Linked DNA regions of Mus musculus: regions 2 and 3 are each linked to region 1. Evidence: chromatin contacts called from public HiChIP or PLAC-seq and Micro-C data. All regions are on one chromosome and are shown on one strand. The core of a region is the stretch at or near the end of the contact, and the rest is flanking DNA. Distances in the headings are between cores, read along the strand shown. Region 1 holds the start of Cfap99 (cilia and flagella associated protein 99). Region 2 holds the start of Htt (huntingtin). Region 3 holds the start of Add1 (adducin 1 (alpha)).

What was found. A called contact is a pair of places that touch in the nucleus more often than the background predicts. HiChIP or PLAC-seq counts read pairs in DNA pulled down with a chosen protein or histone mark.
Region 2: an H3K27ac HiChIP or PLAC-seq map of extraembryonic endoderm stem cells shows a contact between it and region 1, with 2.2 times the contacts expected there. The contact joins the promoter of Htt here to the promoter of Cfap99 in region 1. A contact is called at or near these places in 2 of 39 promoter capture datasets (the C10 cell line and liver), 1 of 484 Hi-C or Micro-C datasets (embryonic stem cells), 5 of 115 datasets of contacts at active chromatin or transcription factors (the 230-238 cell line, astrocytes, extraembryonic endoderm stem cells and 2 more) and 1 of 9 other capture datasets (adipose tissue).
Region 3: a contact with region 1 is called in a Micro-C map of embryonic stem cells, with 3 times the contacts expected there. The contact joins the promoter of Add1 here to the promoter of Cfap99 in region 1. A contact is called at or near these places in 1 of 39 promoter capture datasets (neural stem cells), 1 of 484 Hi-C or Micro-C datasets (embryonic stem cells), 3 of 115 datasets of contacts at active chromatin or transcription factors (embryonic forebrain, embryonic stem cells and extraembryonic endoderm stem cells) and 1 of 9 other capture datasets (adipose tissue).

Annotation. Positions count from the first base shown.
Region 1 is chr5:34,286,111-34,290,815 of GRCm38.p6, reverse strand. It overlaps Cfap99 (cilia and flagella associated protein 99), which reads right to left and starts at 2,151. Exons shown (of 16, transcript NM_001370805.1): 1 at 2,056-2,151. It overlaps Zfyve28 (zinc finger, FYVE domain containing 28), which reads left to right and starts at 2,492. Exons shown (of 13, transcript NM_001015039.1): 1 at 2,492-2,717. The coding sequence starts at 2,679.
Region 2 is chr5:34,759,106-34,763,810 of GRCm38.p6, reverse strand. Htt (huntingtin) reads right to left here and starts at 2,071. Exons shown (of 67, transcript NM_010414.3): 1 at 1,702-2,071. The coding sequence starts at 1,904.
Region 3 is chr5:34,571,342-34,576,046 of GRCm38.p6, reverse strand. It overlaps Add1 (adducin 1 (alpha)), which reads right to left and starts at 2,383. Exons shown (of 16, transcript NM_001331082.1): 1 at 2,134-2,383. Mir7036b (microRNA 7036b) reads right to left here and starts at 1,896; the gene lies at 1,834-1,896.

The sequences.
Region 1 (4,705 bases), core at 902-3,401:
AAAGCCTGACTCTCACTTGGGCCTATTGTTACCCAACCGGTCAGTGACATTTCTCAGCCTCCTTGAAAGCTGGCTATGGTCGTGTGTACAAGTTCTTCCATCTCTCAGAAGTACTAGAGAATAAACTGTGGGAGCATTAGCCTGAAGTGTAGGACATCTCTTTCTTCTCTTTTCCAGTAGGTTCATGGGCTTAGGAGGCGATGGCTAGAACCAGTGCAGCCATCCTGAATCCTCAGTAAACAGGTCAAGGATGGTAGCCAGAAAGCTGGTTCCTGTTGCATGTCCAGAATTACCTCTGCACACATCTCTCTCTCTTTTTTAAAGATTTATATGTAAGTACACTGTAGCTGACTTCAGACACACCAGAAGAGGGCATCAGATCTCATTACGGGTGGTTGTGAGCCACCATGTGGTTGTTGGGTTTTGAACTCAGAACCTTCAAAAGAGTAGTCAGTGCTCTTACCCGCTGAGCCATCTCACCAGCCCTGCACACATCTCTTGAATGTGAACAAATCTGTCATGCTGGGATCTTTCTGCCTATAGTTAAGCCTGATCCTGATATACCTACCTCCTTGGGCTCAGCCTTTATCTTGGGCACAACTTCCAATATGAAGCATAGAAACAGCTTCTGCACAGTAATAGCCCCAGGCTTTGGAGTTGGCCAAGGGTGAACAGACACCAGATAATTTATTAATCTACTTACTACTGGACATGAATTCATGTGTCTGCTCAACGTCTTCACTTGGAGAAGATGATGGCTTTGGGAAGAGCTGCTTTTAGTTTTCTTTTAAAATTTTTTTACTTATTTTTATGTGCGTGTATATATGGGTGCATATGTAAGTGTGTGCACTTCCATGGGGCGGCCAGAAAATGACCGTAGTGTAGCCCTGGCTGTCCTGGAACTCACTTTGTAGACCAGGATGGCCTCAAACTCAGAAATCTGCCTGCCTCTGCCTCCCAAGTGCTGGGATTAAAGGCGTGCGCCGCCACGCCCAGCTCCACCTTGTGTTTTGGGCAGAGTTTCCCATTATTGTGGTGCTCACCAACTAGGCAATAGGCTACATTGACTAGTGAACCCCGTGGGTCCATCTTCTTAGCCTCTGAAGTGCAGCGATTGTAAATGTCATAATGCCTGGCCTTTTTTACAAAAATATATTTATTTCTTATGTTTATGTGTATTTGCCTGCATGTATGTATGTGCATCACATGCATGCAGGGCCCATGAAGTCCAGAAGAGGGGTTTGATTATTTGGAGGTGGAGTTACAGAAAGTTGTGAGCAGCCATGGAGGTGCTGGTGACTGAATCTGGGGCCTTGCCAAGAGCACCCACTGCTCTTAATCACCGTGCTATCTCTCCAGTCCATGCCTAGGGTTTTTGTTTTTGTTTTTGTTTTTCCAGTGAGTTCTGGCATGCTGAACCTTCTTCCACTAATTAGGCAAACACGTCACTGATTGAGCTATCTTCCCAGCCCCACAAGCAGTTTTTATGACTGAGAGAGTATACAGTTGTGGACATGTTGACTCTAAGGTGATCTGTTAGTTGTACAAATAGTGAAGAACAGGCAAACATCTGAATTCAAGCATTTAGGCTGGAGGGAAAAAATGTTTTTAAAACCACGTAGCTGCCTGGAACTACATAGAAATGGGTGGAGAGCAGCTTCCAAGGAGTAAGAAGGGAGCTACAAAGCAGGTCCAGGGCTGAGGGGCTAAGGGAAGATGCAGGAACTGCTAGGGTACACACACTGTATTAAGAGGTAGTCATCTGGGTCACCTGTTAACAGAGAGAGAGAGAGAGGGAGAGAGGGAGAGAGGGAGAGAGGGAGGGAGGGAGGGAGGGAGGGAGGGAGGGAGAGGGAGGGAGAGAGAGAGATTGATTGGAGGTGGTGGAAAACACCCTACTTTTATTTTTGGAGGTGGGAAGAAAAGCGCAAAGGTAGCTCGCTAAGGCCAGAAAATAGGCAAAGATTGGAGAACTGGAGAAAACGAGTTAGGGAGAAGAGGATGGGCTGTGCCTGGCTCCCTGTGGCGGCCCCTCACCTTAACCTGCCTGCCTACCTGCGGGCCTCTTGGCCTTCCTTGGCTTTAACCTCGTAGTCTGTCCAGGCGCCGCGGGCGGGAGCGTTCACTGGCCAGCTCCGGTACCCGCAGATCGCCTAGGCATCGTTTGGGCGCCGTCACCTAGCAACGCCGCGCAGGCCCTGCCCGCGGTGGGCGCCGGGACCTGTAGTCCTGAGCCTCCCTCCCTTGGTGCGCGTCCCGGGTGGGGTACGGCGTGGCGTTGGGCGGGGATTGGCGGCCTCGCCGGGCTCGCCCCATCCACCACTTGCAGCGGGCCGGGGGCGTGCGGCGCCTCCGGCGCATGTGCGGTCGTGACCGGCGGAGGCGCTGGGTGCTCTTAAGCCGTGAAGCACCGCGCGCCCTGTGCCCGCGCCTTTCCGCGCGCCCGCCCGCTCGCGGGTTTGGGTCGGCCGCGCGCCGCTTGCTGAGCATCCTTCCGGCCGCGCACCTGCCCCGCGCACCTGCAGCCAGCTGCTCGGCGCTAGGCGCCGCGCACACGATCTGCTTGCTCAAGCAGGTCCCGGCCCTGCCTGCGTGTCCACCCCGCGCCGCAGCCGGACCCGGGCGCAGCGCTGCAGAGGGCGAGGGCCGCCCGGAGCGTGGCTCGGGCCGGCGCGGCGATGATGAACAGATTCCGAAAGTGGCTGTACAAACCCAAGGTGAGCGGCTCCAGCTGCGGACCATGTCCCGGCGTCGCGCTTTCCCCCCTCCAGATCCCTTATCCTGCAGGTCCCTCCTTGATAGATAGACCTCGTTTCCTTGGCCCTGTATGAATTTCTTTCTCCAGTTCATGGGATGCCCTTTCCCTGCATTCCGCGACTTGGACAGACCATGTACCTGGCGCGCATTGACTGCTCTTTTCCAGTACCAGACGGGGCTCTTTCTTTCGGGCCTGGGTGTACTGTCATGTTTCTCCTCGTCTGGATACTAGATGGGCTGGCTCCAGCTCGCACCCAGCGGTCCCAGCCTGCGTGCTCAGAGCCCCTACTTCTCTTGGTTCCCTCTAGCCTCACCGCTGATGCTCCTTCATCTTTTCGCAACACAATTATTCTGTCCTAGGATAGTGGGTCTCCCACCCTCCCTTCGCACTTGGGAACCGACCGTTTCATTCCCCTTTCTCCAACCTTAGGCTTTGGTCAGACTCTTTCTTCCCGTATCTTAGAGGTCCCTCACGCCGCGGTCTGGTCCTCTATCCCAAAACGGAGTAATTGGATCTTGGTCCAGTTCTCATCTCTATCCTGTTCCGGTAGCCGCCTGCACCCTTTTGGATCTCCGACCAGTCCTCTGCCCAGTCGCGGGGTGAGGCTCGTGGAGCTTGAAGCTTCAGTGGGCCGGAGGTGCGATTCACCAGCCAGTTCGGGTCCAGGCGGCGCGCCCCGGCAGCCGTGCCAGTCGCACTGCGGGCGCTGCGTCCCGCTGCCTGCCTGGGGCTGGCAGCCCGGAGCCGGACCCGGTGCGCTCTGTTCGCAGCTGGGCGATGCAAAGCTAGGATCCAGCGAAGATCCAGGACGCAGCTGCGGCGTCCAAAGCTGCGTGTTGGGGGTTGGCGGAGTCTGGGGACGCCAACGCTGGAGGTCTTCAGAGGGTCACGACCTGGGTGGGGTCACTGCAAAGACTAAGGGCGGGAGCAGTGCAGCGGCTGCGTGCTGGTATCTCCGAAGTCAGAGGCCTCCTTCTCTTTGGCCCACCCAAGGAACTGACCGCTCTCCCGCCGTGACTAGCCACATTTCTTGATTTAGGGTTTCTGTCCCAGACTCTGTGAATGGTCTCTCGGAGTGGGGCGAGTATTCTGGAGAGACAGCTGGTCTGTTTGGAAGACTGGCATTTGAGGTTTAGGGGACTTTCAGGGATCTGAATCTGTTACAGTTTTTGTCTGCCGAGGTCGGGAAGTTTTTCCTTAGGTTAGAGAATGTTGGGGTGAAGGCTTACAAAGCATGGGGCTGCCTTTGATCAGCCTCGGACTGGACAGAAGGTATTCTGGAGTCTTGTGCGCTGGTGCAGCAGCGGCTCGTGCTCCTGTCTTCCTGGTTGTGGGCAAATATACTGGGGGGTGGGGTTGTGTGTGGGGAACCCTTGCGACCCTTGCGATGGGTGTGGTTTGAGTCTTGCTTGCCCTTAGCCACGCCCTAGGCGTCTGGCACTCTCTTTGCTGCAATCCCTTCAATGTGCACAGTCCTGCCTGCTGATGGTTAGTGGGTCTGCTAGCGGCTGCAGCAGCTCCTGCTCTGCTTATCTGCACAAGGAGTGCCCCCCGCCCCAATTGAGTGAATTTTTAGCACAAGAAAAACAAAACCAAACGACAACAACAACAACAACAACAACAACACAAGTTCAGTACTGAAAAAGTCATTGCAGAGGTGGGATTTACTTTTTCAATAACAAATGTCAGGGGAGCAGGTGGGAGTGTTTGCATGCCCGAGCTACGTCCCTGTCTCTCAGAATGCTTCTCAGAATGTGTACCGGCTAGTTTTGTGTCAACTTGACATAGCTGGAATTATCACAGAGAAAGGACTTCAGTTGAGGAAATGCCTCCATGAGATCCAACTGTAAGGCTGTAAGGCATTTTCTCAATTAGTGATCAAGGGGAAAAGGCCCCTTGTGCGCCCCCCCCCCCCCAATCTCTAGGCAGGTAGTCTTGGGCTCTACT
Region 2 (4,705 bases), core at 822-3,321, 470 kb before region 1:
AAATTCCTTTCTGCTGTAACTGGTGAATTTCAGTGTATCTTGTCTTTTTGTGATTTGTATCCTCTGATAATTCGTTGTTATATAAGTCTGAAGCTCAACCAGAACATTACATTCAGATTCAACACCTCTCTTGTGTGTGGCTGATTGTCATTTTCATCCGACTCCTTACCCATCTGCCTAAGAAATCCCGTTCCTCGAAGACCAGGGACCTAGAGGGTCTGTGGCATACTTGGACAGCCCAGCATGGTGCCACATGCCTTTAATCCCAGAGAGAGGAGGCAGAGGCAGGAGGATGGATCTCTCTGAGTTCAGGTCAAGAGTTACATAGTGAGACTCTCAAAAGCAAAAAGAAACTACTTATCTAGAGGATAAGAAGTTTTCTATTCACACTTTTCACCTTATAGAAGGAAATTTTATTCCTATATTTTGTTCTATCAAGTAAGCCACCTTTTCTCCCCAAATCTTTATTTAAAAAAAAAAAAAAAAACAAACTCTCAGGACTGGGAACATAGCTCAATGATATCACCAGAACACTTATTTTCTAAGTGAGTTTTAATGATGACATTCTTTAGTAGGTTGTTCCCAAAAGTTCTCCTTATTAATTATACAAATCCAGATTAGAAATAAAATGCCCAGAGTTGAGAGAAAGGACTGAGCTGCAAGAGAGCACAGGGCTCAACACTCAGCATGGATTTCCAGGAAATGTTTTGAGCGTCTCTTTTCTCTTAGAGCACTGTGACTCATGGTCTCTCTTCTGTTTCAATATTCTCTCCAGTCACAAGCAGCTAGCTTCCAAAGATCTATAAGATGTCAGCAAAGAACTAAACAGGAACTTTTACTGGCACAAAGTCAGAGTCAGAGTGGCCTATGTTCTAAAACAAGCCTGTCTGCAACACTAGTAAAATTCATTCCCCGGTGAAAACTGAGCACCACCAATGTATCCGTTTTATATAGAACAAAAAATCGATAGGCAGTTAAGTATAAGTCGACTCTTTCATATATATGCACACATATAGTTTTTTATTAATAATCACACCTAAGTAACTCACCATGTACTTGACAAATACAACTCATCCAACTGCCTGCAGACACACAGAAGCACACCTCTCTGGCTATGCTTAAAACCTGGTTTAACTACACTACACCACAAACTAAATGAAACGCCAGGAGAGTACGAAGTGCCTCGAGTCACAGGCTGCTTCAAGTGTCACTTGGAAAAAGAATATCCCATTGGATGCGTTCACACTCCCCCGCCCTCAGCACTCCCGCCGAGACCTCCTAAAAGCATTATGTCATCCACTACCCGCACATCTCTCACGCTGTCCTGCACTCCCAGCTCTTAGGCCTGATGAGGAGGTAACCCTAGAGATCTCTGCCTCTCCAAGTTCTCTTCACAACAGTCATGTGCGCCACCGCCCCAGTTTCTCCAGAAGAGAGAAACAAGTTCGTTCCCTAACTTCGCAAACTGGGAACGGCGAAGGCACTGGAGTCGTGACGCCCCTCAGCGAGTCCCTGGCTGGCCTGACCCGGCTCTGTCTCCTCTGAGGGAGGCCAGAGACCCCGCAAGACGAGGGCCCGGGCCGGGAAAGCCTGGCCTCAGGGAGGTACCGCGACCCTCTGGACAGGGAACAGTGTTGGCCATGCCCAGCACGCAGGCCAGGGGCGCGGGGCCCGGGCGGGAGCTGCGGCGCCCGGACTCACGGTCGGTGCAGCGGTTCCTCTGCCGGACCTGGCAGCGGCGGTGGTGGCGGCGGCGGCTGCCCCTGAGGCGGCGGCTGAGGGGGTTGAGGCGGAGGCGGCGGCGGCGGTGGCGGCGGCGCCTGCGGCGGTGGCTGCTGCTGCTGTTGCTGCTGAAACGACTTGAGCGACTCGAAAGCCTTCATCAGCTTTTCCAGGGTTGCCATGACGGCTTCCTGCCCGATGGGACAGACCCTGAAGACTTGGAGCCTACTGGCACTACGCGGCGCCACTTAGCAGCAAGGCAATGAATGGGGCTCTGCGCGGCAGGCAGAAGCGGAACCAAGGCGCTCAGCCATCTTGGGCCCGTCCCGGCAACCCTCGCGGCGAGTGCGTCCCGTGACGTCATGCCGGCGGAGACGAGGCCACGCCAGACCCGCAGAATTGACAGGCGGATGCGTCGTCCTCTTTCCCGAAGTCAGGACGCAGGCCTGCGGGGCCTCTGCTAGTTTAAGACTCTCCGCCCCGCCGATGTGGCCCCGCCCCTTCCCGCAAAAGCCAGCCCCCCTTAGTGAAGAGGGCCAAGCAAGAGGATGAGGTGGGCGGGGCGGGCTGCTAGATGAGGGACGGAGCTGAGCGGAGAGTGGGCTTTAGGGCGGCTCCCTGGCACCAGCGATAGAAAAGAAGTGAGGAGGTGGGCAGAGGAGTTGGGGAGACCCGGAAGGAAGAAAAGGTTGGAAAGGGGAATGACAGCGAAGAAATTTTCCTGCGTAAAGCCACCCTACACCTGGAGTCACCGGGAAAGCGATTGTGGAGCTCGGAACCCGAAACCCAAAGCAGCTCTCTCTTCCACAAGCCAGGTGGTGGCCTGAGCTTCCCGAACGCAGCGTGCTGGGAGCTCCCTGCAATGAGAAGGGAACCAGAGTGACCTGTATTCAGGACCAAAGAACCCTTTATGATCCGTGGACCCCGAAGCCCCAGAAGTGTCTGCAGTAGAGAAGGCTGAGAAAGGGTTTCAAGCAGGCAGCGAAGGCTGAGAAAGGGTTTCAGGCAGGCAGCAGTAGTTACTGTCCAAAGAAAGGCTGTGTTTCATGCAACTTTGGTCACACACTCTACATTGAGACACGGACCCTGGAAAGTGCTGTGGCAACCAGCCAGGACCTACAAGGGGTCTCATTGCCACCAGCGCTGAAGTCCTTGTCTCTAGAGCCTCCATCTCCCAAAGGTGAGCAATTAAAGCAGGAAGCTGAAAATGGTGTGGATACACCCAAGCTGCCCCTGCAGTCTGCCCAGCAAAAAGTGTTGGCTTCAACCGGGCATGGTGGTGCATGCCTTTAATCACAGCACTTGTAGAATGCTTTTTGAGTAGCATGCACGAAGCTCTGAGTTCAATCCCTGCATTTTATAAACCAGGGGTGGTAATCATGTACTCTGCAGGTAGAACGAGGATCAGGAGTTCCAGGTTTTCCTTGGCTTCATAGTGAATTCAAGTCAGCATGGGCTGTATCAGAACTTGTCTCAAAAGAAAAAGGAAAAGGAAAAAGCCAAGCAGTGATAGAACACACCTTTAATCTCAGCAGTCTGGAGGCAGAGGCAGGCAGATCTCTGAGTTATAGGTCAGCCTGTTCTACAAAGTGAGTTCCAGGACAGCCAGAGCTACATAGAAACCCTGTCTCAAACAAACAAACAAAACCGTTCCGGCTTCAGAAAAAGCTGTCTGGAGGTGATCCATGCAGTGAGAAACCCAATGAAGCTTCAGGCTACCTGTAAGAATCAAATGCCCTATTCCATGGCCATAAGGCACTCCATTTTCTCGAAATGGCCAAGTATACAGAAACCAACACTGTTACTGTAGGGGTATAAGCCCGCCGCTGTTAAACTGGGAAGGAGAGCAGAGAAACAGCCTTTAGATTCTATGTCCCCTCTGTTACTAATGGCACTATTAGATGCACAGTGCCAGTGCTAGCTCTCACATGAGGCAGCCTCTAACAGCTGGCCAGGGTTGGTAGTTGCTAGTAGGCAGACTTGGAAGAAGGCCCAGTGAGCCCTGTCTCTTAGCATTCTCTAGGTTATGATGTCCCTGCTCCCAAGTAAGGGCAGCTAGTAACTGACTTCTAACCAATACAAGACAAAGATAATGGGATGTCACACATTTGTTAGGCTACAAATGTAACTTCAGTCTTGCTAACTACCAACTTCTCAGCTTATATACATTGATGAAGAACAATTGGCAAGACTTAACATAAAGAACTACCCATGGCCAACAGTCAAGACAGATATTGGTGGTCCATCAGCCATGTATGAAGTAAACCCTGACAATACCACTAAAGCTCCAAGGTGATTCTTTTGAAGCCAAGTTCTCAGATAAGGCACTGGTACCTAATTGCCCGCTGTGAGAAGTGCTAACAGAGGACCTATGTGAGCTGGGCCCAGATTCTGGAACCACAGAAACTGGATAGTTATAAATATGTTTTGCTAGGCAACTATACTCTGGTAATTTGTTTGGCAACAATAGGTATATTGGTTGGCTTACACTGCTGTATCAGGGTACCACTGCCTGGGAGCTATCAATAGTTGTTTATATTCTCAAAGTCCTTCAAACTAAAAATACAAAATCAAGATGTTGGTAGAGCATCTTCCACTTGAGGCCTCACATCATCATCATCCCTCTGTGTCTGTGTCCTAATTTATATGAAAACATAAGTAACTGAATTAAGATCTAGTAACTTCACTTCCGATAAAGACTTTCAGGACTTAGTACATGCCTGTAATCCCAGCAGTAGGGAGGCTGAGACAGGAGGATTTAAAGTTCAAGGACAGCTTTAGCTGCCTAGTGAGTTCCAAACCAAACTGGCTACACAGACCCATCAGAAAGGGAAAGAAAGAAGGCTACCATCTGCTCTCCAAACACAGACCAGTCTGATATTCTAAGGAGTTAGTGTTTCAGTATATAAATTAGTAGGTGATAACAGAAATAGTTCCATTCATAAAACCAAATGCATTCTAGCAGTTACTCTGACCTGACCTT
Region 3 (4,705 bases), core at 1,134-3,633, 280 kb before region 1:
GCCTCCCAAGTGCTGGGACTAAAGGCATGCGCCACCACACCCGGCTTTAAATTTTTTTTTCTTTTTTGGAATTTCTAATCTTTCTAGATGTCTAGAAGTACATAATGTATATTAAAAGTAGAATTAACACACTTTATAGAAATCCAGCTAGCAATTGTTGAAACTGAATGCATAAATAATGACTTGTTTAATGCTTATCTCTCAAACGTGAATGTGTGTATATGGAAGAGTTTATTCAACACGGGAGAGAGGAAGGAAAAAAGAGAAATCAATACAAACAGCCTCATGCAGTAAAAATACCTGGGCACTTGTCTTAGTTAGGGTTTTTAGTGCTGTAATAAAACACAAACTCAACCTGGGGAGGAAAGGGTTTGCTTCACCTTACAGCTTCTAGTCCATCATCCAGAGGAAGTTAGGGCAGGAACTCTGCAGGAAAAGAGCTGACTGCTGCAGAGGCCATGGAGGAGGGCTGCTTACTGGCCTGCTCTAATGGCTTGCTCAGCCTGCTCTCCTGTAGCACCCAGACCACCTGCCCAGCAAGGGCACCACCTACACATTGAGCTCCCACGTCAATCATCTATCAAAAACCGTGCACAACAGACTTGCCCCCTAGCCAATCTGGTAGGGACATTTTCTCAGGTGAGGTTCCTTCTCAAATTACTCTCGCCTGTGTCAAGTTAACTTTAAACCCTAGCCAGCACAGTATTGTCTGAAGCATTTCAGTATTTAATGTCCTGACTCAACATGATTACATGAAATGAATGGTGTGTGTGTGTGTGTGTAGCAAAGCAACAAAAACAATAGTATCAGATAATACCAAGAGTTAAGTGAAAACCTGAATGGTTTATGTAAAACAGATCTTAGAAAGGACACTATCCCAGTTTGCAGAATGATTAGAATTCCTAGTCGCTTCATTTGCTGACTCTCACTAACCTACACACACATGAGTAAACTAACCACACCGACCTGCACCTCTGCGAAACCACATCTAAACCCTGAAAAGCTGTTCTGAAGGTCAACACCATTCATACTTCCTCAAAAAACAACTTTACTATCAGGGTGTGGTGTCAACCTCAAGGTAATCCTAGAACTAGGGGCAGAGGCAGAAATTTTCAGTTCCAGACCATTCTGGGCTGCGAATTGACGAAGCATAGCAAAGTTTTAGAATTAAAATGTGATCCCTACGTCACTGGCTTTAATTAAAGACTGCGATTTTTAGAATCCCACCCGCATAAAACTCACCTCCGACCTGCAACCTCCTTCCTCTCTGGAGCCTGTTGAGTCCACCCACGACTCCCAGCTTGCTTGCAAAGGAGACATAGCGGATCCCTTAGCAATCTAGTTCCTATCCCGACTGAGATTTCAACCCACTTTTGACAAACACACAATCTCTCTGAAATTCTTGAGCAGTTATGCATAGACAGATTTTAGCTTTGTTCTTGGTCTTTGGGAGTTTAACAACGTTAGGCCTAAAATCATGGTCAAAACAACAGCAGTTTCAGGTGAACCAAAATATTTATTTTTAAGATGGGTGTGCATAAAACAAACACAACTCATCTACCAAATACCTTGAACCAGGAACTGAATTATAAAAACGAAGTGTTTTTAGGAAGAGGTCTGAACGATAAAACAGAGAGGAAAGGCAAGCCCCATCTCCAGGAAGTTCCACGACCACCTCATTACTACCATCCGTGGACAGAGCTGGCTTTTTTCTCTTGGGGCAGAAGGTGTCAGTTTTTAAAAGAGCCGACAAGCGGAACCCAGATGCACCTTTCCACAATCTCTGCAGTGACCAGCATTTGGAGCCACCATTAGCACAATGCTGACCCGGGAGGACCCCGAGGCCCACCAGGAAGCTCAGAGCCGAGCAAGCCGCTTCCACAGAGAACCCCGCGTCCGTCCGGGCCATCCTGGGAAGCGACGATGCAGTGTCCTCGCCCCCGCACTCGGAGGCAAGCACCTAGACCCCGGGCACCCCGCGCCGCAGCGACCTAGCCGCGCCCTCCTCAGCGCACCAGAGGCGCCCCAGAGGCCCCGGGCCCTGCCCAGCCCTGCCCTGCCCGCCCAGCACCGCCGCCCCTGCCCTACGCCCGCTGGGGGCCCCGGAGACCTCGCCGCGCTCCCGGGCCTCACCTCCGCGGAGAATCGGGGAGAGAGCACGGCTTCCCGGGTCCGAGTGCGGCCGCCGCCTCGCCTGCGGCTCGCGCTGGGCTCCGCCCCCTGGCTGCCGCGCACCCCCCGCCGCCTGCAGCAGCCCTCGTCCTCTCCCGCCCTCAACCCTCACCCCTCTACTCGCCCCCGCCGCCAAGCTGGGTGCGGCCTGCGGCGCTGCGGCCCAACAATGCACAGCCCCATTGGTCTGAACGCCCTACCGCCGTCCAGCACTACTCTCTGTTATTGGTCAATCTTAAGCAAGGGGCAGGCCCGGAGAAGGGCGGGGCCCTGGGAGGCGGAGAGAAGGGTAGACTCCGGCCTCCGGCTGAAGGCGGTGTCACAGTGGGATTAGGGGTCGCTTTGGCTGCGTCCGGGACGGCGGGCTGGTGCACCTGCTCACAGGAACGCTAGTTCTCCCACTGAGACGGTCAGACCCACAAACTGACTGCGAACGGACACGGTCTAGGTGCGCTTCAGGCGAGAAGATCAGTAGGCAGTTTGGGAGACTGGGCTGTCAATCAGGGTGGAGTCAGGACTGAGATGTCTGTGTGTGCTCTGATAAAGCTCCACAGACAGGAAGGGCCCGCCGGATGACAGTGGATTAACAAACACCGAGGCCTCTTCAGAGGCAGGGAATGAGGCTAGGTGAGGCCTTGGCAGAACCAGTCCACCTGGCAGCGACCTGGTAAACTAACCTAAGGATCAAGTCCCTACTGTCTCTCCTGTCAACTGAATCCTAAAAGACCCAAAGGAAACAAAGGGGTCCCGCTCCTGGTTCCCTTCAAACCATTAAAGGTTGAAGCCTCGAGCCTGGCTCAAGTGACAGAAGTGTGTATCCAAGCCTCTCCTCAGCCAGGCGTGGTGGCGCACGCCTTTAATCCCAGCACTTGGGAGGCAGAGGCAGGTGGATTCTGAGTTCGAGGCCAGCCTGGTCTACAAAGTGAGTTCCAGGACAGTCAGGGCTACATACACGGAGAAACCCTGTCTCAAAAAACAAAAACAAACCGATCCTCACAGCAAGAGCTCTGAGTTTGACCCCATAAGGGTCAGAGAGGTTGTGGATTCCAGTCAGTACCCTCTGTCCTAGGAACATTTGCCCTACATGTTGACTGTTCTCAGATGACTTTTCTGACATCCTCCAGCACCCAGCAACAAGTCTAATGCCAGTGAAAGTTTGCTGAAGAGAGAGAGTTTTCGATAATCAACTGTCATTCTCCATGATCCATCTGTTTTCTGCACTGGCCAGATAGGAGAGTTAAACGGAGATGTGGTGGGAACCACCACCCCTGCATCTTTCAAGTCCTTGATAGTGGCAGTAATTTCTGCAATTCCTCCAGGAATACGATACTGTTTTTGATTCACTATTTTCTTTGGCAGAGGCAACTCTAAAGGCTTCCATTTGGCCTTTCCAACCATAATAGCCCTCACTCTACAGTTCAGGGAACCAATATGAGAATTCTGCCAATTTCTGAGTATATCTATCCCAATTATACATTCTGGAACTGGGGAAATCACCACAGGATGTGTCCGGGGACCTATTGGACCTACTGTGAGTCGGACATCAGTCAAAACTCCATTAATCACCTGCCCTCCATAAGCCCCTACTTTAACTGGAGAGAGGGTTGAGTGATTAAAAATGAAATATATAGAGATATAAAAGTTTAGAAATGTTGCCTATAAGTCCAGCTACAAGAGATCCAACACACTCCTCTGTACTCTGTGGGCACCTGCTCTCAAATAAGATATAAAAATGAAATCAGACATGTACAGATGAAAAAAATCCACAGTGTGACAAAACACTGAATGGGGTTAGGAGACAATTTGTCCTCAAAAGAAGTGATTTCTTAACTTGAAGACACAGGGCAAATGCACAGCATAAAGAAACTGGGCAAGATTGAACAGCATACGAAGGAGATGTAGGACTTCATAGGGGGTGAAAGGGCAGAAATATTTGAAAATTTAAAGTCAAAAATTCAAGGAACTCAAGTAGGGGAGATGGCTCAGGAGGTAAGGGCACTTGTTGCTCAAGCATGAGGACCTTAGTTTCAGGCCCCAGCACTCGTAAAAAGCAGGGCATGGCCATGCACCCCTGTAACCCGGCTATTAAGGGTGGAGATGGGGATTACTGGGGCCTGCTGGCTGCCACACTAGCTCTAGGTTCAGTGAGACACCCTGTCTCAAGGGACTAAAGGCAAAGACTGATAAAGAAAAACACCTGATGGCCTGGCCTCTGCACATGTGTACACATATACCCAACATACATATATCACATTCATACATATACACAAAAGGAAAAAGGAACCCGGTTAAGTCACTTCTAAATGCTACTGAGCCCTGAAGTGGGTTCAACCAGAACCAGAGATACTGCCCCCAGACCCCATGCTCCTCACTACTGTAATCCACTGTCTCCTAGTCCATGTGTGCTACATATAAGGATTCTGCATGTCACAACCATGTGTATTCACCAGAGAACGCTGCTTGGACATAGGTTTAAGTCAATACAAAGTCTTTAATGGCTGGCTGGCGACTACACTGGGTGCTTGGGATCTCA